5 separate regions of the Mus musculus genome follow, and regions 1, 2, 3 and 4 are each linked to region 5. The links are chromatin contacts, called in public ChIA-PET, Hi-C and HiChIP or PLAC-seq maps. All regions are on one chromosome and are shown on one strand. Each heading gives the region's core, a stretch centred on a gene start, on an enhancer-like site or on the middle of the called end of the contact. The rest is flanking DNA. Distances are from core to core; before and after follow the strand shown. Region 1 has its middle 89 kb from the start of Gm33088. Region 2 has its middle 50 kb from the start of Gm33088. Region 3 has its middle 78 kb from the start of Gm17399. Region 4 has its middle 73 kb from the start of Gm33088. Region 5 holds the start of Eomes (eomesodermin).

Region 1 (4,810 bases), core at 437-2,936, 220 kb after region 5:
AGACCCTGCAGGACACTTCAAACCATTAACAATGGCCAACATTACAAGCTGCTAAATGTAGTGGTCTATGTATTCTGCAGCAATGTATAACCAAAGCATGCATGAAGGCAAATGTTTGGAGCAAGACAGAGACTCACAAACCTAAACGTTGACTTATTTCCAGGTTGATTCATTCATTTTTGAGTCTGCATCTGTCTACAGCCCGCCTCTGCCTTGCTATGCTAAGATGAGGAGTTAAGATTATGCCTAGAAAGATTTGCAGTCTACTACTGTTAACTCTGAAACTTAAGGACGATCCACTGACTGGCTCCATACCCATGATCTTTTGAGCAACACAAATTGGACTTGGTGTGTCATTAAGAAAGAAAGAAAGAGAGAGAGAGAGAGAGAGAGAGAGAGAGAGAGAGAGAGAGAGAAAGAAAGAAAGAAAGAAAGAAAGAAAGAAAGAAAGAAAGAAAGAGAGAAAGAAAGAAAGAAAGATGAATTTGGGGGTGGGGTGGAGCAGTGGAAGGAGGATCTGGGAGGAGTTAGGCGATGGAGGGGGTGTGGGAAATGCTAGAATCAAAATACATTGTATGCCTGTATTAATTATTCCCAAAGAATTAATAAAAATGTAATATTTTAAAAACAGAAAGACCCAAGGGAGCTTGAAACTGGAAAGTGGATAGCAGCCGTCTGTCAACTCATACGCCCTAGGAGAGACTGACCACTACTAAAAGGGGCAGTGTTTGTTTCATTTCCCCAAAGCACCAGGCTTTCTCGATTGGATCTTGGCCTCAAAGAAGCGTCTAGAAGAGTAAAATAAAATACCCTCCCACCAGCTCATGAAGTCAGTCTCATAATGAGAGCCCCTCTGACTTGTGTTTGTCACGTGGGAAGCAGCACCTGCCATTAGCTGCGGTGTTTCCTATTCTCATATTGTCTGACAGTAGCAGTTGGGCCAGGCTTGAGCCAGTGTGACTGAGAGGCAGGCTCCCTGCTTCCACAAAGCTGTATTTAATAAGATGAGAACAGCATGCCAAGATGGGGCAGCTCCTGCTTTAACACTTATCCTGACACCAGCCCCCTCAGCGGGCCTATTGCTGTGGTAATCTGGGCGAGCTGGACAGAGCTTCCTGCTTGCAAGTTCAATATAATGGCACAGCAGGGGGGCAAGGGCTGGCAGGAAAGCTTAGAAAGTTAAAGCCTATTACCCTATGCATGAGGAAAAAACGAGTCACTAAATATTACATCCCGAGCAAGACTTGAACCCGCCAAAGGCAGTGGCGACACACGCTAAGCCTCGTCCATAATAGCGCATTCATTATTCTGCCTGCTGAGGGTAATGTGGATTTAAATGTCTTTAATCCTAATGGAAATTCGTATGCAAATTTCTCAAGCACACCCCGCCTCTGCGGTATTCTTGTGCTTCACTCCACTTTAATGGACACCAGTGGCTAGATACTTTGTATGTCAGAGACTAGATACTTTGTATGTTAGAGGAAACAATGCCTTTTAAATCTGTCTTTAGTGGTAAGAAGCCTGCAAGAAATCGCTTGACTGCTTATTGTGGTCTTTGTTGTCGTTGTTTGATGGTTCTTGTAAGTGCTGGATTAAAAACCAATAGAAGAAATCCCATGCAAATGATCTCTGAGTTCAGTCTTGGCCGGGGTTTAGGCTTAGTTACACTGAATGCCAACCCTGTCTTGCAAGCACATTCTAACAAGACTCAATACAGGTTAGCTCTGACACACATGCTTCAATACTGGCTGGCCAGATGAGTCTGTTTGACTTGGAGCAGACTGGCCTGACAGTTCTCATCAAGCGGCAAGCGGTACCCCGGACCCAGGCCCAGATTCCATGCAGCTGAAGACCATCCTTTAAGATCCTGACCCCACAGCTGTGCTAGGACTGAGGGTGTTAGAAAGGATAACCATAGAGCTAAGATTTGGGATTTCTTCTGCAACCCCCAATATTAGGTAGCACTGCTTGGCCATAGCATAAAGCCACTGAGACCATCAGGTGTCACCTCAGAGACAGCACCCACCAATCTCTGAGCTCTTACCACACTTATGTCAGGTTCTTGGTTGATACTTTATAGCCATTACTCATGATCTTGTTTGTATGTGTTCATGTGTGTGCATGATTGCTTATGTGTAGATGTGCCTATGCATTTGGGAAGGAGGCAGAGGTTGATATTGTGTTGCCTTCCTCAGTTCCTTTCCACCTTAGTTTTTGAGATGGTTTCTCATGACATCTGGAGTATATTGCTTTGGCCAACAGCCCCAGCATCTTGCCTTTGCCTCTATAGCCCTGAGGATTTCAGGTAAAGTATACTGAACCCTACTTTCTATGTGGGTGCTGAGGATCTGAGTTCAGGTGGCAAGAATGTTATTGACTGAGTCTAATCAGAAGTAATCACAATTGTTACCCTTATTAAAAACAAAATAAAACGTGTGTGTGTGTGTGTGTGTGTGTGTGTGTGTGTGTGTGTGTGTGTATCTGCATGCGAGCCTGAGGAGGTCAGAGAAAGTTGTTGGGTTCCCTGGAGCTGCATTTATGGGTGGTTGCCAGCTGCCTGACCTGGGTGTTGGGTGACCCTGAACTTGGGTCCTTTGGAAGACCAGGAAATGATGCTGAGCCATCTCTCCAGCCCTTTGGGGGATAAATATGCTGTTTTCCAGATTGTCCCACTGCAGACTGCTTTTATTTAAAGCTGATCGAGTTGGTTTGATGGCTTTCCAACGAGGGAATGGTATAACTGTTAAGCTTGCCTGTCTACATTCCTTTGGGTCTTCAGTTGCTACAGCTCCTGTATGTGCAGTGTCGCTCAGATGCATGGAGGTTTAGAGTTCCACCACTTTCCCTTTCTCTCCCCTCATAAACAGCATTGGGAATAGCTGCACATAGTGCTAATAGATACTCCTAAGTTGCTTCTTGGGTTCTCTCAGGCCCTGCCTTGGGATGGTTGGTTAGGTCAGAGGCAGGGACTGAAGAGCAATCAGGGCCAAGCTGGCCAGGTGGAGCCTCCTGCTGGCTTGCTGCTAAGAACTGTGGCTCTGGCCTATTGAGCATGTTTATGAAGCTCTCACACATTGAGGACTCTGACTCAAGGCAAGTGCCAGGCCACCTTCTGTCTCTGAATTCTGTGTCTACAAATAGAAAGAGTAAGAAAGTCTCTATCCCTCCAGGCCAGGTGCAGACCAGGAGAGCAAGCCCACTCCATGCTCTCCCTTAGCACCTCTAGCTTGTCTTCTGCCAAGGATAGATTCCTGTTCTTATTCCATGAGGACGGAGTGACAAGGTGAACACTCTTTCTAAGAGTGTTTTGGGAGGTGTGTATTTCGAGGGACTCCTAGCAACGTCTGATTATCTTTTTGTTGTTTGTTTGTATGTGCGCATTTGTGTGTGCAAGTGTGATGTTTGTGGGTGGACTAGAAGACAATGCCAGCCGTCATTACTGTTTAGTTGTTACTTGGCAGAGGGTTGGCGGTTTCTGCTGGATGGTGCCACTGCTGCTGATTCCTGCTTGATATTCTGCCCCAAAGAACTACTTCTAAACAGGTCCACATCCTCTTGTCCTATTGACCAACTTTCCTCCCCTACCTTTAAGTGGTGGGCTAGAAAGGGAGTCGAAGCATTTCAAAACCCTTATTAAAAGTAAATTTTCAAAAATCTAAGCCTACACCTTTCCCTCTTCTTTCTGCACGACCAGATTCTGCCCTCCCATCCTGAGTTCTTGTTGCACCATGACTGCTCCAATTTGGGATCTTCACTGCAGAGAAGGATTCAGAAGTAGCAGCAGTTTTCCGGGATGGGGGGTGGGGGTGGGAAGAGCACAGCAAAATGAGAGGGAGGGGCTGAAAGATAGAGGTGGGGATATGTGTGACATCAACATCCTGCAGATCAGCCACCACACTGGACAACTGGACATGTGATCCCATGGAGAGCCACTGGGTGACTGTGGAATCCCACACCTATACCTACCCCATCTGAGGGCTCAGGAAGGAATAGCATCGGTATGTCTATTTCTGATGCTTCTTAGTTGAGAGCCACGCAAGATGACACAATCGAACGGGTCTTTGTCTGGCTGGTGTAGAGATACACATGACAGCTAAGTGTGAGAAACAACACTCGCCATTGTATATCATTAAGCTGTTGTAGATCTACTTAATGAGATGTCACTGAAACCAGGTAGAATAGTGACACTCTAGAACACTGGCCACCACATCTGGCACAGGCAAAGGTACATAGGAAAGAGGCTTTCATCCACTGCTGGTGGCACTGTAAAACAGCACAGGCAATTTCTTACAAACATAGACGTGCACTTACTGCGCGCCAGCAATCCTGGTCACTGCTGTTTTACCTAACGGATTTGAACACCTTTGTCCACATAAAGCCTGCAGGAGGACACTTACCTGAACGCACTGAAACCTGAACACAAACATGTCCTGCGTGAGGACAATGGATAAAGAAACATTTATCCAGTGCATTCACACAACGGAACACTGCTCAGTGCGGGAGGACATGAGTGACCAAACCATGAAGAACTGTTGATAGTGACAGGACCAATGAGTGACAGGGGGAAGGACAGAGAGGTGAGCATACCGGGTTCTTAGGAAATGTTACTCTTCCTGATATTATGATGCATTGTATCATCTTATGGGACATTCCCTATCCCTTGAAATGTCAAGGCTCTGGACCATCTAGTGATTGCCATATGCAGGGATCCATCCCATAATCAGCTTCCAAATGCTGACACCATTGCATACACTAGCAAGATTTTGCTGAAAGGACCCAGATATAGCTGTCTTTTGTGAGACTATGCCGG
Region 2 (4,882 bases), core at 1,421-3,920, 180 kb after region 5:
GCAAATCTGGATTAAGTGTTTTGAAAACCAGCCATTGAATTATACCATGTTGCCATGGCTACAGAAAAAAAGTCATGTGACTGTGTCAGTCAATGTAAAAGAAGTCTTTAATTTCCATAGAAGCATATATATCAGAGGAGTGAGAACAGAGAGGACCTTCCTCAGGAGAGAATGTCCACCAGATCTCAGCACTGACACAGCAGTGTTTACTCCACCCCACGGTCAGGAACACTGCAAAAATACCTGTTAGATTGATATCCAGGGCAGTAAGGCACTGCAGGAAAACAAAAGGCATACAGATAAGAAAGGAAGGGAAAAGCTGGGCGTGGTGGCGCACGCCTTTAATCCCGGCACTAGGGAGGCAGAGGCAGGCAGATTTGTGAGTTTGAGGCCAGCCTGGTCTACAGAGTGAGTTCCAGGACAGCCAGGGCTACGCAGAGAAACCCTGTCTGAAAAACCAAACCAAACCAAACCAAACCAAACCAAACCAAACCAAACCAAACCAAACCAAAAACCAAAAAACAAAAAATAAAAAACAAGAAACAAAAAAACAAAAAACAGAAAGGAAAGGAAACTGTCCCCATCTATGTAGGAAAGACTTAAACAACACAGAGAATTAACATGGGATTCCATATTTCTATCCCAGGAGCACAGGATATAAAAACATAACAGTTAAATACAGTTTTATATGCTAGTAATAAACTCCTGGGTATCAAAGGTAACAAGATAATACTGTTCACAGTTGCTCACAAAACACTTGGCTATAAATCTAATAAAGTACATACAGGACTTAGAGGCTGAAAATCACTAGGGGCTAATGAACGAAATCCCAAAGGTCTAACCAAGGGGAGAGGCATTCCGTGTCCTGGGTGGTGGCTTAACAAATAAAATGTAAGCTTTTCACCAACACAGACACAGAATTAATGCAAATTTTACCAATATCTTGGTAAATCTCTATGTTATTTTTTTGTGTGTTTTTTGTTTTGTTTTGTTTTGTTTTGTTTTTTGAGTCAGGGTCTCACTTTATAGCCCTGGCTAGCTTGAAACTTGATAATGTAAACCAGGTTGTCCCCGAACTCACAGAGAACTCACTTCTGCCTCCAGAGTGCTGAGTTAAAAGGCTTCAGTCACGTGTGATTTTAATATAGAAAAACATTACCTAAAAATATAGATGGAAGAGCAAGTGGCCTAGCAGCGCAGTTCAAAACGAGAAGGGGACGAGGGGGTGGTGGAGGAGGAGGAAGAAAAGAAAGCAGCAGAACCGATTGCAACACCTCAAGTCCAGTGTAGAGTGGTCAAGACTGTTACATGGATGGAGAGAGAGAATGATGCACAGGTCAATGGGTATCAAAGGTAACAAGATAATACTGTTCACAGTTGCTCACAAAACACTTGGCTAAAAACAAAAGAACACGGAGCAGAGCCACACAAGCAGGCTCAGCTGAGATCTCGTCAAGGCCCACGTGGGTCTCAGCGAAGGAACAACACCCTTCCCAGTAGCTGGTCCCTGGGCAATGGATCTCCATTGTCAATGAAGAAAGGAAGGGAGGGAGGAGGGGAAGGGAAGGGAAAGAGGAAAAGAAAGAAGGTGGGGGCGGAAGATCCACTTAAAACCCAACCTTTACCCAAGCATCAGCCCAAGTGGGTAACTGACTCAAATGTAAACTAGAAATTTAAGTACCTTAGAGAAAAGAGATAAGAGAAAAACCTCAAAATTTGGAACGAAGCAAAGTTTTCAGACTGGACATCATGAAAAGATGAAGGGACACAGGTAGCTTTAACTTGGCTTCAATATGACCTCACCGAGTGCCATATCAATGTAGATGTTTATTAGTTAAATATAAAATAAAACAGCTATGAGGTTTTTTAGTATAAAAAAGCATGAGCCACAAATTAAAAAAAAAACATGAATATAACATACTCTACCAAAATCTAAAATTGTTATGATACATTTGTGGAAAAATCAGTTTGAAATAATATTTAATCATTCTTTCATTCAGTGCACACAAACAGGCGTGGAATAAATGTTTTAAATGAATATGTGAACATGTGCAAAGTAGCATTCACAATCTAACCTTCTGTATGCAATGCAATCTGTTGTACCAAGCAGATAGCAATGCTCTAGGCACAGTGTAAATCCAGAACACTGGATTATAGGAAGAAGTCAAACACTAACTTAGCCTTCTGGGTAAATGATGTTACCTGCTGGGAAAAGAGCACAGCCTTTTAAAACCATGGCATTTGGAGTCTAAGACATCCTGGTAGCCATGTCAGGCTTTGCTCCTGTAAAGTAGTTCTATGTCTTTCACTGGGATGTGTGAAGGGTCCAGACGCCACTTCTCTTTCCTGTATCCACGGCAGGCATTAATGGTGAGGCTCAACATTGCTACTAGGATTGGCTTCAGTCTCAGTCTCCACAGAGCCCAGGAGACAGCGCTCACCAGTGGATCAGAGTGGCTCCTAGAGGATCCCTAAGAACCTGAGAGGTAAGCCATTTCACCTGCCCTTTGTGAATCTCACTAACGGGCTAGCCTGGATGGATGGGGGGGCAGCCTCCCGGGTGTGGGAACTCAGGATGAGGAGGCTTCAACTGGGTCATCCTCCTTCAGGGCACTGGCTCCCAAACAGAGTATTTTTCCTAGTCCTCGATAGACACGTCACTCGCTCCCTCCCTGCTGGCCCTGGCACAGAGAAAGGGAGAGACAGGGATGAAGGGCTGCCATACCTTCCAGGTGTCCCTTAATGCAGTCCAACGTGGCCACCACAGGGCCTCTCTGCTTGCCTGCAGATATCCTTTTGAGCGTTCAATTAAAAGGGACATTTGCTGACGTCTGTACATGGTGTGCCTGGGCCTGGTGGTTTGAACATTTTGGCTTCCAGCATCTATGTTTATAACATTTGGGAGATATTGTTTTATACTTGTGCGAATGCAAACCTAGTGTTTATAAAGCCTGAGCAATTTTGGGTTTACTTAAAGCTTCCTTAAAATCCCATTCCTCAGCAACTAAGATGATATTTCTGGCGAAACTTTTCTTGTAATGACCACAGTTATCTTTACGTTTGAAAATGAAATTTGGAGCAAAGCATGAACGGTAGCCCACATAAAGGTTTTCCAAGTAACACCGAGAAGAAGAGTTTAGTTTTAAATCCTTGAATCACATTCTGAGAAGGCTTAGGAATGGGAAAGACTAGTACAAATCCTAGATTTCTTTGTCTATAAATAAGCATAATAAGACCTACTTGGATCTTTGTTGAAGGATGAGAGGAACGAGGGGATGCTTCGGTGACTTTGGACAGAGAGAAGTCTTACAGACTACTTCTCAAAGCCCAGAGATCGTCACTGCATTCCACGATGGCTTTTATTTTATGATTACTTGCTTTTTTTTGTTTATTTTTGGGGACAGGGTCTCATTTTGTAGCCCCGGCTGTCATCAAACTTGCTATCTCACTTGTGTGGCCTCAAACTCACCTGCCTCTGCTCCTAAGTGCCAGGATGAAAGGCGTGTCTTACCTCATAGGCATCTTTCAAATAGGTAAATGGAAGAGAAAACCCGTAAATATTTGCTACAAAGAGCTAACCCCTTTAATATCTAAAGAACCAATGGACACTGAGAAGAAACATGTTTGAGAAGGTCAGGATTTACAATTTACAGGAGAAAATAAATCCAAATGGCCCCCATATACATTCTTCTCTTGATCTCTCGCTTCCTCTTCTTTCTCCCCATCCCTCCCTCTGTGTGTGTAATGAGTCTCCATTTCACTCACAATAAGAGGCAAAGCAAAGCGAAATTACATCGAAACAGCACTTCTCACCTATCTGGTTGGCACAACCCCAAAAGTTTAAAATCACTGTGTTGGCAAGGCTGCGAAGAAGCAGGCGCTGTCATGCATTGCTGGTAGGGGTGCAAACGGCACAGCCCGCGCGGAGGGCAATTTGGCATTCTTTATCCACATTGAAAATGCATTTAACCTTTGACCCGTAATTCCACTTCTGGGAATTTATCCTACAGATCATATACATCTGTAGGCATAAATACTCAACTCTCTCTTTTCTCTGTGTATATGTATGTATACACAAATATACACAAACACTATATACATATAAATACTATTGCATGCAATCTATCTATGGTTGTATGTATATCTGTAAGTATGCATGTATGTATAAGTATGTGTATTATGTATGTGTATGTATGTGTGTATATGTATATACACATGCATGTATGTGTGTGTGTGTGTATATATATATATGTATTCCCTCCCTTGCCTTTTACCCCTCGAAAGACCATTGTGCTCTCTGTTTTTATGAATCTGACAGTTTCATATTCTGATCAAACAGGACTGTTCTCTTGTCCACCTCATAATATCTGTTGATCACCTTTCTCAAATGGTAGTATTTCCTTATATTAGAAGTGAGCCCAAGAGTGGTGGCGTACACTCTTCATCCTAGCACTCAGCAGTCAGACACAGATGGATCCTTATGAGTGCAAGGCCAGTCAGACCAACACAGGCAGGCTGTCTTCCTTTTACACATACACCCATGAGTAGTAGTCTTGGATTATAGGAATACTTTTAGTATTCCTATTTTTAATTTTTTGAAGACTTTTTAATACCATTTCCTAAAAATAGTGTACTGGCTGGTTTTGTGTCATCTTGACACAAGCTGGACTTATCACAGAGAAAGGAGCTTCAGGTGAGAAATGCCTCCATGAGATCCATCGGTAAGGCATTTTCTCAATTAGTGATCAAGGGGGCAGGGCCCATCCCTGGGCTGGTAGTCTTGGGTTCTATAAGAAAGCAAGCTGAGCAAGCCAGGGGAAGCAAGCCAGTAAGTAACATCCCTCCATGGCCTCTGCATCAGCTCCTGCTTCCTGACCTCTTG
Region 3 (5,289 bases), core at 2,529-5,028, 250 kb after region 5:
GGTCCTGTGGAAGCGTAATACACTCTTAACCTCACTTGGCAAATACTGGGGACACAGCGATGACACTCTCCTAGACCATAAAGAGTCCTGTGTTATGTTGTTCACAGACAATGACAACACATGTAAACTGTAAATGAAAACCAGGTTTAGGCTTGTCAGTGGGTGGAATAGAATGGTGGTGGATGTGACCAGAATTCCCTCCCAGTGAGTTGCTGCTTACAAGATATTTATTTACAGTCTAGCCAAATATAAACTCCGTACATTCATGTGCATATGCAGATATAGAGGCAGCCTGTGTGTGTAGGCCAAAGATCATTTTATGGTGTCGTTCCTCAGGCTGTGCTTACCTTAGTTTTTGAGACAGGGTTTCTCACTAGGTCCATGGCTCGTGGACTGAGCAAAGATGGCTGGCCATCAATCCCCAGAGAGCTGCCGGTCTCTGCCTCTGCAGGGCTGATACACACGTGTATCATCATGCCTGGATTTTTACTTGGGTGCTGGAGACTGATTCCAGTTCTTCTGTGGTAAGCAGTTCCCAGATCACACTCTGATTTAAGACATCAGATCCCTACTATAGCTCAGGCTGTCTGCAAAATTGCTAGTAGCTCTGACCGGCTTCAAACTGGAAATCCACAGGCGTGACACAAACTCTTTAATTAAAGATGTCTGCCACAGAACAGATATTTTGACTTATAAGACACAGATGAACAGGCAATTCGGTCCACACTAAACACAGGGTTGTGATGTCCGGATGCTTCAAGGTAGCAAACCCCATATGCATTTGAAAGTATCCCCCGGAGATACCTTTCCAGTAGAGTTCCACTGGCAGAGTTAAAGAAAAATCACACATGAAGATACTGAAAATCCTGCAGAGAAAAAGAAATCTACCTATCACCTATGTATGAATCTATGTTTATATGTATGTATATATGTATGTATGTAGTATGTATATATGTAGTATGTGTGTAGTATGTATGTAGTTTGTAGCATATATGTTTGTTGCATGTAGAATGTGTGTATGTATGTATGTGTGTAGTCTGTTATCTATCTACCAAACTACCTACCCATCCATCTATCATTCATTTATCTTTTATTTACATCCTCTTGTCTATGTAACTCAGGCCTCCTCATATTGCTCATAGGACTATTTTACAAAAACTCATATATATCCAATGAAAATTTAATACTCTAGGGAAGTTTTGTTGGAGCCCCTGGTTCAACCTATTCAGATCGTCTCCAGTGAGTTTTCTTTTTTAAAACCTTCATAGGCTGGAAATGCTGCTGAGTTGGTAGAGTGATTGCTTAGCGTTCACAAGGCCCTGGGTTTTATTCCCAGCACAGGCTTGTAATCCCAGCACTCAGGCAGGAGGATCAGCAGTTCAAGGTCATCCTTGGCTACTGAGTGAGTTTGAGGCCGGCCTGGGTTACGTGAGACCCTATCTTCATAAATAAATAAATAAATAAATAAATAAGCAAGCAAGCAACAGATAAACAAATTTCCACTGCTGAGAATGCAGCCCAGTGGTGGAGTCCCTGCATTATGTGCATGAAGCTCTGGGTTCTTCCCTTTTCACCACTCACACGCATGCACACCCACATGCATGCACACGCACAAAAGAATTAAATTATTGCAAATCAGGAAAAGCCCTGGATTTCAGCCCCAGCACCACAAATAAAGACAAAGGAAGAAATGACAATTGCATCATAGGCACGCTCTCCTGCATTAGGTCATTCTCTGGACCATTTTGATTAATTATTCTGCTGAATAGATGATCTAAAAAAAAAAAATCCAACCTTGTATTCTATTAGAAAAGGCAGTTGTAATGGGCCTCCTGAGTGTGCACAGAGGTCGCAGAGGGCTCCTCCTCCCAACAAAACCTCCACTCCGTTCATTTGTCTACTTTTCTGTTTATTCTTCTCAGCGTTCATTCCCCTTTGGCCATCTTAGCTAAATTTCCAATTTTCCAAAATTGCCTGCGGTGAAGCCCTCCCCCAAGAGACTGCGTTTTTTATTAGTCTCTTAAGCAAGTTACACAATTCAAATCACCTCTCCCGGTCCACCCATCTGCTTGTTTTGATTTTCTTCCTCTCTGCTGGACTTGGTGTAGAAGCCCTCCGTGCCTCCTCTCCCTCCCTGCATACTGCCCTAAACTCTCCCCCACGGTTCTGTCTATCCTCTCTGTCAGGGTCCGGGGGGCCCCTTCTGTTCACATGGCTCCGGGCCCACGGGTACCGGCCCCATCTGTCGGCAAAGCAGCTTCGCCTAACCACAGACCCGGTGCAGGAAACTCTCCTCTGAAGAATTGACGTCACTAGGTGTTCTCCTGAGACTTGTGCCCTAAAAATTAGCTACCTTGAGGGACACTAAAGGGCATTTCACCGTGGACTAGAGATGCTCCACCGGCAGTGATAAAGGACCTCGCCCACACAGCACCGCCCTTCAGTCTTTCCTTTCCGAGCAGTGGAGCATCAACAGGAAAACGGGGATTGACAAACAGTCTGTGAAGGCCAAGCTGAAATGTGAAAAGTGATTAGATTTCAATGCACAAGCAGATTAAAGAATGTAACATATTTTTGAGACTTCATGTCTCATGGTTAAATCTACCTATACAACCACTGCCTCAAAGCAAGGGTATCACTGAAAATGGCAGTCACTCCCTCAGGCCACCTGTATAAGAGACACACCCCAGAGAAACTGCTTTCTTGAAAGGAAAGTGTATTTCTGAAATTCAAATTACCCCATCTCCATAAAAAAAAAACAAAAAACAAAACAGTGAGAAAACCAGAGAGGTTTAATGGTTGAATAAATTACTAAACCGTGACTGGTCTTCAGTTGTTTTGTTTGTTTGTTTGTTTGTTTTTGTTTTTTTTTTCCTTCCTGCTTCAAATTTGATTCATTTCTAACACAGATCTATGGGATGATTTAGAGCCCCAAGTGCCAACAGGACATCAGAATAGTCGCAGCCAGCCACCGTACAGGGTATGATTGTGTGCCAGAGCAGAAAGAGGTCTCAAAATTGTGGATGACACCTGAAATGGGTACCCTGGAACCTCCAAGTGCTAGGAGACGCTTGCCTCTGACGTTTCCCCGTGTCCTCCCTGCGTGGAGCCCAGCACTGCAGCGACCCTGTTTATCTGGCCCCCGCACAACAGTGTCAGGACGCATTTCCATTTTCCAAGTGACTGCTGCCACTGGGCCGCAGTCTGTGCTCATTTCTCGAGTAGCTAAACCCTTTGACACTGTGGTTTTTAATTAAAATTACATTAAAGTTAATCAACCAGAAAGAGGCTGCTGTAGAAGGCAGGTCTGACTGCAACCTGCACAGGGCACAGAGGCTGCCAACTCGCTAACGATGCGCCTGCAGATGTCAGTCTGCCCACATAAGCCCCACGGTGACAGAGATGCGAGGAGAGGTCAGTTTCGTTCCTGTTTTCTCGGGGACGGTCAGAAAAAAAAATATTGAGATGGCAGGAGCGTGGTTAAAAGTTAAAAATTAGATAAGCTTTGGCCTCTAAAGTGCACCGGCCTAGGGTGTCTGCCATGGCCCCACCCCAAACCACGGAGCGAAGCTGTCTGTCACAGTCTTGGTGCTCTGCTTGGCCTGGCTTTGTCTGGAGAGGGACAGACGCAGCAGCTGAGCAGGGAGTCCTGGTTCCTTGCAGAGGCTTCCTTGAAACCTGGCTCTGCGCAGTGCTGTATCTCTTCATGCATTCCAGACCAAACAACGACCTGAATTAAATTCAAGTTCTAAGCTCTGCAAGCTACCGGGTGTTTACTAATGAAAACACCGGTGTCGAGCTTAAGACATAAGTTGCTTTCTGTTTTGTTCTCACATGGCTAGTTTACTGAATACCTTCTGGCATTATTAAAGTACCTGGCATTTCATAAGGAGTTAATTGGTTTAAATAATGAATAAATGAATGAATGAGAAGTGTGTACTGTTTGTCAAAACTAATTCTATCTGCTTCTTCCTTTCCTCCTCCCGTTCCTCTTCCTCCTACTTTCTTTTCCTTCCCCTTTCTTTCCACCTTTTTTCCTGTCTGTCTGTATTATCTATCTGTCTGTCTGTCTATCTATCTATCTATCTATCTATCTATCTATCTATCTATCTATCTATCTATCTATCCATCCATCCATCCATCCATCCATCCATCCATCCATCTATCCATCCATCCATCCATCTATCTATCTATCTATCTATCTATCTTGGACTGGAACTAGCTGTGTAGACCAGAATGACTGAACTTAACATTGGTCCTCCTATCTCTGCTTCCCAAGGGCTAGGATTATGGGCATACATCACCATGCTCAGCCTCATCTTTGTGTATGCATGCGTGTGTGCATGCAAATGAGTGTGTGTGTATGTACATGCCTGTGCATCTCTTTCTGAAAACTACAAAAAGCACCATTGGTTAAAAACTATTAGATGGCATTTATTTTGTACATGCTCTTTGATTTACCGGAGCTGCTGCCTGGGTCAGCAAATGACTATTTCCGGAGCAGTCCCTATGGCCAGACACGTTGTCAGGTGCGTGGGACCTTCAAACCACTATTCTGACTGGTGAGTGCTGTCCTTTAGAATCTCTACAGCCAGTAGATCAAGTGATAGCAAGGGCTATGTTAGCCATCTATTGCCAGAGTTAAAGCTCACCCACAGAAGCAAAGGGGATGTGGTAGCAGTCATCTGATAAACCAACTACAAGGGCTGAGTTGGCGTGCATCTTAGAAGAGTTCATGCTGTCAAAATCTGTATGCATCTCTCCCTCTAAAGGAATCCATACCTTCTGCTTAGTTGCCATTCCTGTTGCTATGATGAAATCCCCGAGAAAGAGCAGCTTAGGGAAGGAAGGGGAGTTTATTTCGGCTCATAGTTTGAGGGTGCAGTCTGTTGTGGTGGGAAAGGGCATGGGCAGGAACAGGAAAAGGAGCTGCTGGTCACACTGCGCCCACAGTCAGGAAGCTTATGTCTCTTTAGTCAGTCCAGGATCCCATCCCATGGGATGCTGCCGCCCACACTCAGGGTGAGTCTTCCCACCTCAATTCCGTCCAGGAACGTGCTCACTACCATGCTCAGAGGCTTGTCTTCTAGGTGACTCTACATCCTTGCCAAGCTGAAAACCAATATTAACTCACACATACCCATACGAGAGTCAGAGACAAAGGATGGATTTGATATGTGAAATTATATTCAGTGCAGTAAATATAAAAATGGGAGCTGGGAGGTCAGTGCAGTGGTACCATGTTTGGTCCTGGGTCCACATTCCAGAACCAAAAAGATGAAAGAAAGA
Region 4 (5,111 bases), core at 415-2,914, 210 kb after region 5:
AGCCAGCGATTTCTAGGGCTGGGGATTTGAAGAACCATTGATATGAGCTGTGAGGAACATTTCTGAGTAATATCTTCTCTATATTGATAGTGACTATAAGAATTTGACTGTCAAAATGATTAAAAAAACATATTTAAAAGTGGATTTTACTATAAGTAAAAAAGAAACCTCAAGAGGCCTGATTTTACTTAAACAGAAACCATAATGAGGTGTGTGCGCTACGCCATTTTCTCAGTCCCATTAGAACCCCACCCAACCTTGTTAACCAATGGGCTAGATGTCTCCATGGGTCCATGTGACATCATGTGGCATTGTCCTGCTCCCTTTCCTGTGATGGTGTCACTGACAGATCATGACTGCACGGATGACCACCATGAGCAAGCTGTGAATAACAGGGCTAGAACAAGAAGCCAAGTTTGTGTCTGCTCTTGGAAGACAGATGTCAGAGGTAAACAGCTGGCTAAGGTCACGGCATCAAAGGTTTCATGAGTTGACCCTTCTGAACCCGCTTTACAAACTCGCAGAGCGGCATGTTAGTGGGAGCTGATTTCACAGGGTATACCCCCGTTTAGGGAAAAAAAAAAAACCACTTTACTTTGTGTTGATGGAACGTTTTTGTCATAGTTGCTTTCTTTATCTACAGGAAATCCCTTTTGGCAAGAGCTCAAAGTTCATATTAGGTCAGAATGTTGAGTGTTACACACTCTGGAGAATTTCAGATTTGGAGAGTCTTCATGATATAAACACTCTTCGGTCTCAGAAAGTGACAATGTACACAAACATCCACCATGCGAGGAAGATACACCAGGAGTGCTGGTGGGGTCCTTGTTGTGTTTAAGCCCACCCACTTGCTGACAGACACCTCAGCTGACTGCACAGTGTGACTCCAGAGCAGTATTGCAAAGAAGATGGTTGCACCCTTCAGGTATATACCTAGAAGTGGTGTAGCTTGGTCATATGGTAGTTCTAATTTTTGGCTTTAAAAAAAAAATGACAACAGAATTTTACTCAGCCGTACAGCAGAAAATATATGCAATTGGGGATCATCAAACAAAATGAAATAAATCATATACAGAAAGATAAATATCTTATTTTCTCTCATTGGTGATTCATAGAATTCTTTATAGAAATAGAATATATATATGTATATGACATATGTCACATATCATATGTACACACACACATTTATGAATGAAAGAAGAAGGTGGTTGGGGGCAGAGACCGGGGAGACTAGGGGAAGGGGGAATGGGACAGAAACTAAGAGAGGTACTGTGACTTTTCAAGTGCATGAAATACTTGAGAGAGAGTGTATTTGACATGCCACTATGTACGATGAACATGCACTAATAAAATGCAAAGCCACTTAAAGGAAATGGCCACATGCGGACCAAAGGGCAATGGAGGCTTCACTGTGCTTCAAAAGCTCTGGGAAGGCGCAGCCTCCTGCCTTGCCTACGGGAGGGCTGTGAGAAGACGGCTTTTTACCTGAAGCCATGTGGTTTCAAACATCCTCATTAAGGTTGTCTTCTGAGAGGACCTTGGCCATCACATTTATGTCAAATCCCAGGAAGCTGTCTTTGGGTTTTGAAAGGTGTCTGAGTCAGTTACGAGTCACCGGGCTCTGCGCTTGAGGACGGGCTTCCTTGGTGTTGAAAGGTGTCTGAGCCACTTAGGAGATGTGGGAGGATGGCGTCCTGCCAGCGCGTGGGCTGTGGAGCATCTGAACCGCTCAAAGTTCATGTTGGCTGTTTGCATTAATCACCATAATTTGACTAACAAGCCCGAAGTGACAGCTTAGCATCAGCCTGGTATGAGGACCAGAGGAAGGAAAACAAACCGGGAGGTCCTTGAACCAGAAACTCCCCGTTTGCTAGCTACACTGTAGGGGAGAACTTTCAGAATGTGATTAACAACCTCAAGAACATGAGCAAACAGATGCAGTGAGAGGGAAGCCCAGCTAGGAGAAAGCCAATCCCAGAGTCAGGTCTCCGTCCACACGTGTGCGTCCTCCTACAGATCTTAGCGGCTGTACCTCTGACTTTTGGCTGTGGCTCTGTGGCCAGTGTAACCACAACATGGATCCAGATTATCCAGGATCCTTTGACAGATAATATTGTTTAAGAACCCAAGCAGACACTTTGTGATGTCCAATATTCAGATTTTGTCATTTTCTTTCTTTCCTTCCTTCCTTCCTTCCTTCCTTCCTTCCTTCCTTCCTTCCTTCCTTCCTTCTTTCTTTCTTTCTTTCTTTCTTTCTTTCTTTCTCTCTCTCTCTTTCTCTCTCTCTCTCTCTCTTTCTCTCTCTCTCTTCCTTCCTTCCTTCCTCCTTTCCTCCCTCTCTCCCTCTGTCCCTCTCTCTCCTTCTTTCTTCCTTCCTTCCTTCCTTCCTTTTAAAAAATGTAATCATTTTTATCTTAAGACCTGGAAAAAAAATCAGAATCTCATAAAAACAAGAATAGATAATATTGCAAGGAAACTGAAGGTAGAAGCTACATCCTTCTCCCTAGTTATCCCTCTGTTACTTCTAAAGACAAAGAAGCACGACTTTATTGATCATTTAATTGTTATTAAAAGCTTCAGTCAGAGGCTGGGGATGTAGTTCAATCGCTGGAGTACTTGCCTAATGTTGTGCAGGAGGCCCTGGGTTCCGTCCTCATTAGTGCGTAAACTGAGCGTGACAGTGCTTGTCTCTAACCCCAGCACTCAGGAGGCTGAGGCAGGAATAGTAGAATGTTAAAGATTTTATTTATTTATTTATTTATTCATTCATTCATTTATTTAATATATATGATGAGTATACTGTAGCTGTCTTCAGACACGCCAGAAGAGGGCATTAGATCCCATTACAGATGGTTGTGAGCCACCATGTGGTTGCTGGGAATTGAACTCAGGACCTCTGGAAGAGCAGTCAGTGCTCTTAACTGCTGACACATCTCTCCAGCCCCCAAAATTAGAATATCAAAGGTCATCAGGTGCATAGTGAGATTGAGACCAGCTTAGGCTACTTGAGGTTTTCATCTCAACAAACAAAGAAACAGGCAAACAAACAAAAATTGAGTGGCTCAGTCCCTAATAAAACACTTGACTTCTCATAGTTTTTCAGCTCCAACAAAACCAGGAAGTACATTTATTTCCTAGCCAAGTCTTATGTGCAAGGCCTGCTTTTTGCTGCATCTCAAAACTCTGTGTGCCTAAATCTGTGTTTTAGGCAATAGCCATCAGCCATAACAAAATGTCCTGGGTAGTCAGTAAGCTAGAAACAGACCCACACTTCTCTCTTAAGCCATAGCTGGCTCTCTTGGACATAAACTAGGTTTTACAAAGATCTATTCGTGGGGCAGGGACGATGGCTCAGTGGGTAAGGAGCACTTTCTGCCCTTCTAGAGGACCTGAGTTCTTGAGTTTGTTCTTACAACCCATACTGAAAGGCCCATAACTGCCTGTAACCCCAACTCGGGCATCCGATGCCTTCTCTAGCCTCTGTGACCAACTGCACGCATGTGTGCATGCACATACACACAGGCACACAAAAGTAAAGTGCCTTTCAAAGAAAAGCTATATTCGTAACTATAAACCTGCCTAGTAACATCCTAATTTTTGATCCCTGAAACGGAGCCACCCAGCGCCAGGTCCTTCTTTCTACTGTTAACGGAAAGAGTTTAGTTTTCTTTGGAAGTAGCCATCAATTTGGGCCAATATTCACTTTGATTAAGTCAGAAGAGTCAGTACACATTTCATAAGAGGTGGTCTTTCCCTCCCCAGCGCATGCGTTCATAGCATTTGGAAGGGAACAGGGACGGCTCAGAGCGGGAGGGGGTTCAGTATGGTTTCACCATCAGTGTTTCAGCCTCGCTGTTGAATTCAGCCCCGACTGGGCAGAGCTGAGCCTCAGGGGAGAGTGGGAATGAATCCTACTGAGCCCCATAGCTTTAGTCGGTAGCACTCACAGCAGCAGCCCCTGGAAACCACCTCATGTGTTGAAACATCATCTCTCCCATCCCTCCCAAGCACAGCCTCAGTGAGGTGAGGAATGAGACAAGGATTCCCTTTCTCCACTCTCTCCATCCAGAGCTTGAAATCTTGGTCAAGGCAATACAGTAAGAGAAATAAATGCAGGGGAAACAAGCAGGAGAGAGAGGTGTAAAATCACCCCTGTTTGCAGACGATATGATCTTTACCCTGAGAGACCCTGAATGCTCTCCCAGAAAACTATTAGAACCGATAAATCCTTTCAGCGAAGTAACAGGATACAAAATAAACATGCAAGAGTCAGTAGCTTTGTAATATATCGATTATGGATATTCTGAGAAATAAATCAGGGGAAAACGATCCCCTTTACCATAACCTCTAAGATAAAATGAAACAAAACAAACAACAAACAAAAACAGAAAATAACCCTAACAGAGGAGGTGAGAGGACTCTACGCTAAAAAAGTCTTTATGAAATAAGACACCAGAAGATGGAAAGACCTCAATGCTCAGGCATTGGAAGAATTAATACTGTGAAATGGTTATATTACCAGAAGTGGCCTACCGATTCAACACAGTCCCCAGCCAAAATTCCAATGCCGTTCTTCACAGTACCAGAAAAACGCTCTTTTTTGTTTGTTTGTTTGTTTGTTTCAGAGACAGGGTTTCGCTGCAGCCCTGGCTGTCCTGGAACTCACTCTGTAGACCAGAAATTCACTTGCCTCTGCCTCCCAAGTGCTGGGATTAAAGGCGTGTGTCACCACGACCAGCCAGAAAAACGCTCTTTGTTTTTTTTTGTTTTGTTTTGTTTTTTCGAGACGCTCTTAAAACTTACACGTAAACATAAAGGACCGAAATTGGCTGAACACAGTTCTGAAGTGTTAAAGATCCCATGTTTGACCTTAAATTATATCACAGGGCCACAATGGCAAAGGCAGTATAGTACTTGCAGAAAAATAGACATGTAGACCAACAGAATAAAGTGAAGGGCCCCAGATCAACATAGCTCAATTTAATTTTCGGCAAGAGTGCCCAAAACAGATACTGGAAAAAACAGACAGCCTCTTTCACAAACGGTGCCAGAAAGCCAGCTATCTACACACTGAAGGTTGGCGTTAGGTTCATATTTCTCAGCACTCACAA
Region 5 (5,343 bases), core at 2,279-4,778:
GTCAGCAGTTCAAGGCCAGCCCGAGCTAGGTATACAAGACCCACTCCCCAAGATAAGAAACAAACAAACAAACAAACAAACAACAACCAAAACAAAAACAGAGTGTCTGTGTATTTGATAGATACTCTTTCCTTTTGGCTCCCCAAGTCCCCCCCTAAAATTTGATGTTTCTATGCATAGTAGTAAGAAAGTACAAATGACACAGGTAAATACATAAATTTAAAATTGAGCAAAGTCACAACTGTAAATACTTAGCTAAGCACAGTGACAAAAGGATGAGCTGTCCAAGAGACCCCGACCAGAAGACACAGGCTTTTCCAGTCTCCCTACCTGTGTGTTGTTGTTGTTTGCACCTTTGTTATTGGTGAGTTTTAACTTCCCAAAGGAAATCTCCTGCCTCATCCAGTGGGAGCCAGTGTTAGGAGATTCTGGGTGAACGTACATCTTATTGCCTAAGAGGAAAAGGAAAGGAAACATAAGCAAATGAAAGGAGACAGCCTTCACCCAGGCAGGTTGGAGAGGATGTCTGTTAGCTAGGCTTGGGTTTGCTGTAGCAACCTCCTCCTGGGAGGTCAGTCGACTGAAATCAGTGGATCCCAGCGGGACTCCAGTCACTCCCCCGGGCCAGGGTGCATCCAGCCTTCCTTAATCATGGTATTCCAATCACCAGCCTCTCCAAACTTAAAAAACAGAGTTGAGAGGAGAGAGGATGGTTCTTGATTGTTGGTCTGAGACCTTAAGCTGGAGGGGAAGTGCCTCATCGAGTCCTTAACTTTTATAGATTAAGTTAAAGGTGGCCTGGGCTTTCTCAAGAGAATTCTAAAATGCCAGGATCATTTACCAGGAACTTTCCCCAAACCCAGAACTTCACTTGGCTATTCATTTCTCAAACATAGCCCTCATAGGGTCAAGGTCAAGGTTTGATATATAATGAGAAACAAGAAAAAGGACGGAGTAAATTTCTCCCCAGCAGCAGAAGGCAGCACATGCTAACATCCCCATGCCCCAGGTTGGGGTGACATGCTTGATTTAAATGTGGCCGGTCCAACACTGAGGCTCCGACCTCTTCCCGGTCCAGGCCCCCTCTCTCCTCACCCTGCATGTTATTGTCCGCTTTGCCGCAGGTCACCCACTTGCCCCCCTGGAAGCGCCAGTGGTTAGGGTCGGCCAGAACCACTTCCACGAAAACATTGTAGTGGGCGGTGGGGTTGAGTCCGTTTATGTTGAAGCTCAAGAAAGGAAACATGCGCCTGTGCAAAGAACAGAACCAGAGGAAATTATTTAAGTAGCGGCTCTGGTCCCTCCCGGACACATGGGGGGTCTGCAATAAACAGCAAACAAACAAAAATGGCTACTACGGCCTGAAACTAAGAAAATGGTTTTAAATTGACATATTTATTTGGAACAGCCTCCAAATCAGTATTTTCCCTAATTCGCGTGCTTCTTTTCTGAGACATCCATCTATTTTCAGGTATCTACTAGGTTTCTTTCTGAAATGTCTAAAATTATTTTTAAAGACATAGGTGACTGAGAACATTAGGCCGGAGCGCGCCTTCTTGCACTCTCTCTCTCTCTCTCTCTCTCTCTCTCTCTCAACGAGCCCTCTTTGGGTCCCTGTCTCCCAATATCCACTCCTCACTTCCTCAAGAAGTAGCTGATGACAATTTGAAGGTGTGCCTGAACTTTCTGGTCCCTTCCCCGCAAGCAGAGCCCCCTCCCCCAAACATCTGGCTCCAAAAACTGTCTACCTAGTCACCAGCTCAAACCGACTTCTTTCTGCTCTTCTTACAGAAGAGCCCCACCAAACCAAGGAGCTTTAAAAAGCTTCTTTTCAAACACTTGTGCGCAGGCCGCAGCCAGCTCCAGCTAGCCCTCTTTCGCTATGCAGCCCACAAATCGCCTGCTGCAAACCCAGGAGCCAGCGGGTCACGTAGATCTGCCCTCAAGGGTTCATTCCCAAATTTCCATCTCCGCCTCCTCCTCCTCCCAGTCAATCCCGGTGAAGGTGACTAGAGAGGAGAGTAACGTGGGCTCGGAGCCCAAGCTACAGGTGTGCCTTAGGAAGTAAGGGACACGACTTTGGAGATATGATGTACCACTTAAACACCCTAAGCAGAGCCCGCAGTGTGCGGACAACCAGGCGCCTGGGGTCCCTCCACCCTGCACTCACCTGCCCTGTTTGGTGATGATCATCTCAGTTTGGTGCCGGTGGAATTTGAGCCATAGGGGCCGGTTGCACAGGTAGACGTGGGCGCGGAAGCCGGAGCCAGGCACCCCTAGGCCCCCCAATCCTCCACAAGACCCGGCCGCTGAGGTTCCGGCGTATGGCCCGTAGAGCGGAGAACCCTGGCCGTAGGGATAGGCGCCAGGACCGCCGGCACCACCGCCGCTGCTACCAGCGCCGCTCCCCGAACCCGCAGCGGGGCCGAACTGCGCCCTCGCGGGCGGGCACACGGCGGCGGGGAATCCACCGGGGGGCAGCATGGAGCCGTAGGGGTAGCGCGCGCCATTGGACGCGGGGTACACGGGTCCGTGGGCTGCTCCGGCCGCCGCCGGGTACTGGAAGAGCGAGCAGGGCGCGGCGAGCTCGGAGCCCTGCGGTCCCGGCGACGGGAGGTAGTAGCGCTCGGAGCTCAGGCTGTCCATGGAGTAGCGCGCGGTGGCCGCGGCGGTGGCGGCGGAGGGCAGCTCCTCCTCCGCGCACGGGGAGCCCTTGCGGCCGTCCGGGGGCCCGGGCTTGGCCACCGCCGAGGTGCTCCCGAAGGTGTCCCCAGCGTCCGCGTCACTGAGCATGGCCGCGGGGGCCCCCGCGCCGGCGCCTGCGGGTTCTGCGCTCCCCGCCTGGCACGGGAGACTGCCCGGAAACTTCTTGGACGCTTTGTCTAAGTCCAGCCTCTGGGGCGAGGGGGCAGCACCGGGGAGGAGGCTGACGCTCCCTCCGCCTCCCCCTCCTCCTCCGCCTCCTCCTCCTCCTCCTCCGCGAGCACTCTCCAGCGAGTAGAAGTGCGCGCCGGGCAGGTTCACCGAGCTCACCAGGAGCTGCTCTCCCAACTGCATGCTTTAGCGAATCGCAGACGGCAACCGGCTGCCTCCTCGCCTCCCGCGGCCTGGTTATAAAGGCCAGTTGGGGGAGCCAGCGCCCTCTTCCGAGGGGAAGGTAATGTCCCCTTCCTCCCTCGCCTAGGCTACCCACCTGCGGACCTGCGGGGCGGCTTCAGCGCGCGCCCAATTTAGCGTCCTTCCCTCAAGGGAACAAACTCGGGATTGTAGGTGCCCCTTTCCTTCCGCAAGAAAACAAACCCCGGGTTGTAGGTGTCTCTCTCCTTCCTTCCTTCCTTCCTTCCTTCCTTCCTTCCTTCCTTCCTTCCTTCCTTCCTTCTTTTCTTCCTTCCCTCCTTGTCTAACCTCTCAGGACCCCTACACTCACACTAAGGAAGAAGAGGACTTAGCTCTGAGTTCCCATTTAGCAACCAGCCATTTCCTCTCGGCTGGCTCTGCTAAACTCTAGGCATACTTGACCGCTTGGAAACTTGTGAGCGGTGGTTGGCTGCTTATATATGTGCGGCCAGGGAGGGGCTTCGCAGCCCCATGGCTAGGGGACTTTGCTATTGGCTGTTAGAGGTGACACTAATTCAATTAAGTATTTATTAATTGGATCGGGTCGCCTGCGAGTTTCATTTTCTCTTAGCTTATTTGGCTGTTATTGCTGGTTTGGTGTTTCTTTAAGCGTCTTTGGGAGAACTATATCCCACTGAGAATCAATCCTGGTGTACCCGGTGGCTCTATGGCGCCGGAGAAACGGGTTTGAAGTCTGCGAACATGGTCTACCCACGGCATAGGAATCATTCCTGAGTTCGGGTCTAGTTTGGCAGGTCCCAGAGGCCCGTGAAGGCGTCTTTACAAGCTCCCTGCTCGCAGGAAGGCTCAGGTCCCCGGGGGTGCAAATCTAGGGGAGGGCTGGAGAGCGACCCGAAGTCTCTGCGCACACCCTCCTTCTGACTTCCTGGCCTTCAGCACACAGGAACCGCTTTTTGTCCTGTCCCATCTTTTAGCGTAAAGACTTGGTGGAGAGAAACCTCGCGTTCAGTTTTTGGGATTCCAGAGATGGCAAAAGGATTCCGCGTCTGAATCAGAGACTCCAGCTTCTAGCTTCTGAAGTGGGCTTCTGAAGACCCAACATGAGCCTGACCGGACGAACCAAACACTCAGTATTACAACCGCGCTAAAACACCGGCTTCCCCGAGGCCGTCACTTTCATTACTCAGAATTCCCTCTGCTCGGTTTTTTCTAAACACTGGATGTTTCCTACCTCCCCCAGCCCCCGCTTTCGCCAACATCTTTGGTGGGGACTGACACTAAGACACAAAGGTTCCCTAGCAGCTGTGCAGTTAAGATTCCCTGCGCCTCTCTGCGGCACAATACAGAAGGCAGAATAATTAGTGAAATAATCAGTTTGATATTGAATTAAGCTCCTTTGCTCCAGCTGCCTGTTTTTCCCCCCTGCGTTTCCGCAAACAGTCAAGGACGGGGCCGTCATATTTTATTGTTTTATTATTACAGAAGGGGGAACACGTTTCGTTGACGATGAGAAGCCTGTACATTCTCCTCTAATAAGCAATTACGGACGCCTGCAGTAGTCGCTCCAGGAGCGCATTTTCCGGTCGAGATGTAGGGACTCTGCTTCCCCCAACCCAATGCGATCACACGGGAAACTTTTGCCGAGAACAGATGAGGTGGCCGCGGGATCTGCTAAGCGCTCAGACGCCAGCAGCAGATCCGCGCGAAGCTTTCCAACCTGGGTCCAAACCCCGCGAATCACGAACGTGGGCACGCCCGTGTTAGGGAGTGGAGCGATCCTTCATGGACTTGGATGCTGTGTGGGGTTTTGATAGAATAGCGTAGTGGGTCTTGGGCGCTCGCAAAGCTTTTCAAGTGTTTTGGAACAACAACCTTGTCAATTTTGGCTCAGAGAACTCGGGCTGACATCCTGCGCGATCAGTCCAGAGATCCCAGCTCCGATTTGGTCTCGGGCTCCGTCCCGCATGTTTTTGTTTTGTTTTGATGCAGCGAAGCCTTTGGGATTAATTTTTATTCCCCTCAAAGGGTGCGAGATATTGAACGTGAGGATTCCACAAGGGGGATGCGAGTTCCAAGAAAAGGGCCTCACTGCGCTGGGGACTCAACCTGGAGTCTTCGTTAGCCTGGCCCTGAGCTGCAGGATGTCTGAGGGAGATGTAGGTGTGAGACTGAATCTCACGTTATCTGCAGATGGGGTGACTGAAGTTATATGTCAGTTTTGTATTATAACACAGCCAGAAGTAAGGTCCCTTCAAAATACTTTGA

What was found. Hi-C and Micro-C count contacts between places; a contact is called where the count stands out from the background. ChIA-PET counts read pairs in DNA pulled down with a chosen protein or histone mark. HiChIP or PLAC-seq counts read pairs in DNA pulled down with a chosen protein or histone mark.
Region 1: a contact with region 5 is called in an H3K4me3 HiChIP or PLAC-seq map of embryonic basal ganglia, with 2.9 times the contacts expected there. The contact joins the enhancer-like site here to the promoter of Eomes in region 5. A contact is called at or near these places in 12 of 39 promoter capture datasets (the 3T3-L1 cell line, cranial neural crest, embryonic stem cells and 5 more), 1 of 15 datasets of contacts at CTCF or cohesin (embryonic stem cells), 30 of 484 Hi-C or Micro-C datasets (the C2C12 cell line, CD4 T cells, CD4 single positive thymocytes and 13 more), 15 of 115 datasets of contacts at active chromatin or transcription factors (CD8 T cells, Th17 cells, astrocytes and 9 more) and 3 of 9 other capture datasets (adipose tissue, embryonic stem cells and liver).
Region 2: a contact with region 5 is called in a Hi-C map of cerebellar granule neurons, with 2.5 times the contacts expected there. The contact joins the enhancer-like site here to the promoter of Eomes in region 5. A contact is called at or near these places in 8 of 39 promoter capture datasets (the 3T3-L1 cell line, the C10 cell line, the HPC-7 cell line and 4 more), 1 of 15 datasets of contacts at CTCF or cohesin (CD8 T cells), 2 of 484 Hi-C or Micro-C datasets (CD8 T cells and cerebellar granule neurons), 10 of 115 datasets of contacts at active chromatin or transcription factors (CD8 T cells, effector CD8 T cells, embryonic forebrain and 6 more) and 1 of 9 other capture datasets (embryonic stem cells).
Region 3: a contact with region 5 is called in a Hi-C map of cerebellum, with 3 times the contacts expected there. The contact joins the enhancer-like site here to the promoter of Eomes in region 5. A contact is called at or near these places in 10 of 39 promoter capture datasets (the 3T3-L1 cell line, HPC-7-derived erythroid cells, embryonic stem cells and 4 more), 6 of 484 Hi-C or Micro-C datasets (the G1E-ER4 cell line, brain, cerebellar granule neurons and 1 more), 10 of 115 datasets of contacts at active chromatin or transcription factors (astrocytes, craniofacial prominence, embryonic basal ganglia and 7 more) and 1 of 9 other capture datasets (embryonic stem cells).
Region 4: an RNA polymerase II ChIA-PET map of memory CD8 T cells shows a contact between it and region 5, with 511 read pairs. The contact joins the enhancer-like site here to the promoter of Eomes in region 5. A contact is called at or near these places in 9 of 39 promoter capture datasets (the 3T3-L1 cell line, the C10 cell line, the HPC-7 cell line and 4 more), 2 of 15 datasets of contacts at CTCF or cohesin (CD8 T cells and embryonic stem cells), 21 of 484 Hi-C or Micro-C datasets (CD4 T cells, CD4 single positive thymocytes, CD8 T cells and 6 more), 11 of 115 datasets of contacts at active chromatin or transcription factors (CD8 T cells, effector CD8 T cells, embryonic forebrain and 5 more) and 2 of 9 other capture datasets (embryonic stem cells and liver).

Annotation. Positions count from the first base shown.
Region 1 is chr9:118,252,272-118,257,081 of GRCm38.p6, reverse strand. No RefSeq gene overlaps it. Among named protein-coding and RNA genes, the nearest start is that of Gm33088, 89 kb to the left of the region's middle. Within about 2 kb of position 1,686, at least 21 of the 459 cell types and tissues checked have an H3K27ac peak or open chromatin away from gene starts, as enhancers often do. A contact at or near this core is called in embryonic basal ganglia, neural progenitor cells and neural stem cells, where this site is marked.
Region 2 is chr9:118,292,024-118,296,905 of GRCm38.p6, reverse strand. No RefSeq gene overlaps it. Among named protein-coding and RNA genes, the nearest start is that of Gm33088, 50 kb to the left of the region's middle. Within about 2 kb of position 2,670, at least 3 of the 459 cell types and tissues checked have an H3K27ac peak or open chromatin away from gene starts, as enhancers often do. A contact at or near this core is called in cerebellar granule neurons, where this site is marked.
Region 3 is chr9:118,225,805-118,231,093 of GRCm38.p6, reverse strand. No RefSeq gene overlaps it. Among named protein-coding and RNA genes, the nearest start is that of Gm17399, 78 kb to the right of the region's middle. Within about 2 kb of position 3,778, at least 10 of the 459 cell types and tissues checked have an H3K27ac peak or open chromatin away from gene starts, as enhancers often do. A contact at or near this core is called in cerebellar granule neurons and cerebellum, where this site is marked.
Region 4 is chr9:118,268,419-118,273,529 of GRCm38.p6, reverse strand. No RefSeq gene overlaps it. Among named protein-coding and RNA genes, the nearest start is that of Gm33088, 73 kb to the left of the region's middle. Within about 2 kb of position 1,664, at least 19 of the 459 cell types and tissues checked have an H3K27ac peak or open chromatin away from gene starts, as enhancers often do. A contact at or near this core is called in CD8 T cells, Th1 cells, effector CD8 T cells and 2 more, where this site is marked.
Region 5 is chr9:118,476,374-118,481,716 of GRCm38.p6, reverse strand. It overlaps Eomes (eomesodermin), which reads right to left and starts at 3,528. Exons shown (of 6, transcript NM_010136.3): 1 at 2,171-3,528; 2 at 1,096-1,250; 3 at 331-452. The coding sequence starts at 3,057. It overlaps Gm33408 (a long non-coding RNA gene), which reads left to right and starts at 3,069. Exons shown (of 5, transcript XR_871338.1): 1 at 3,069-3,157.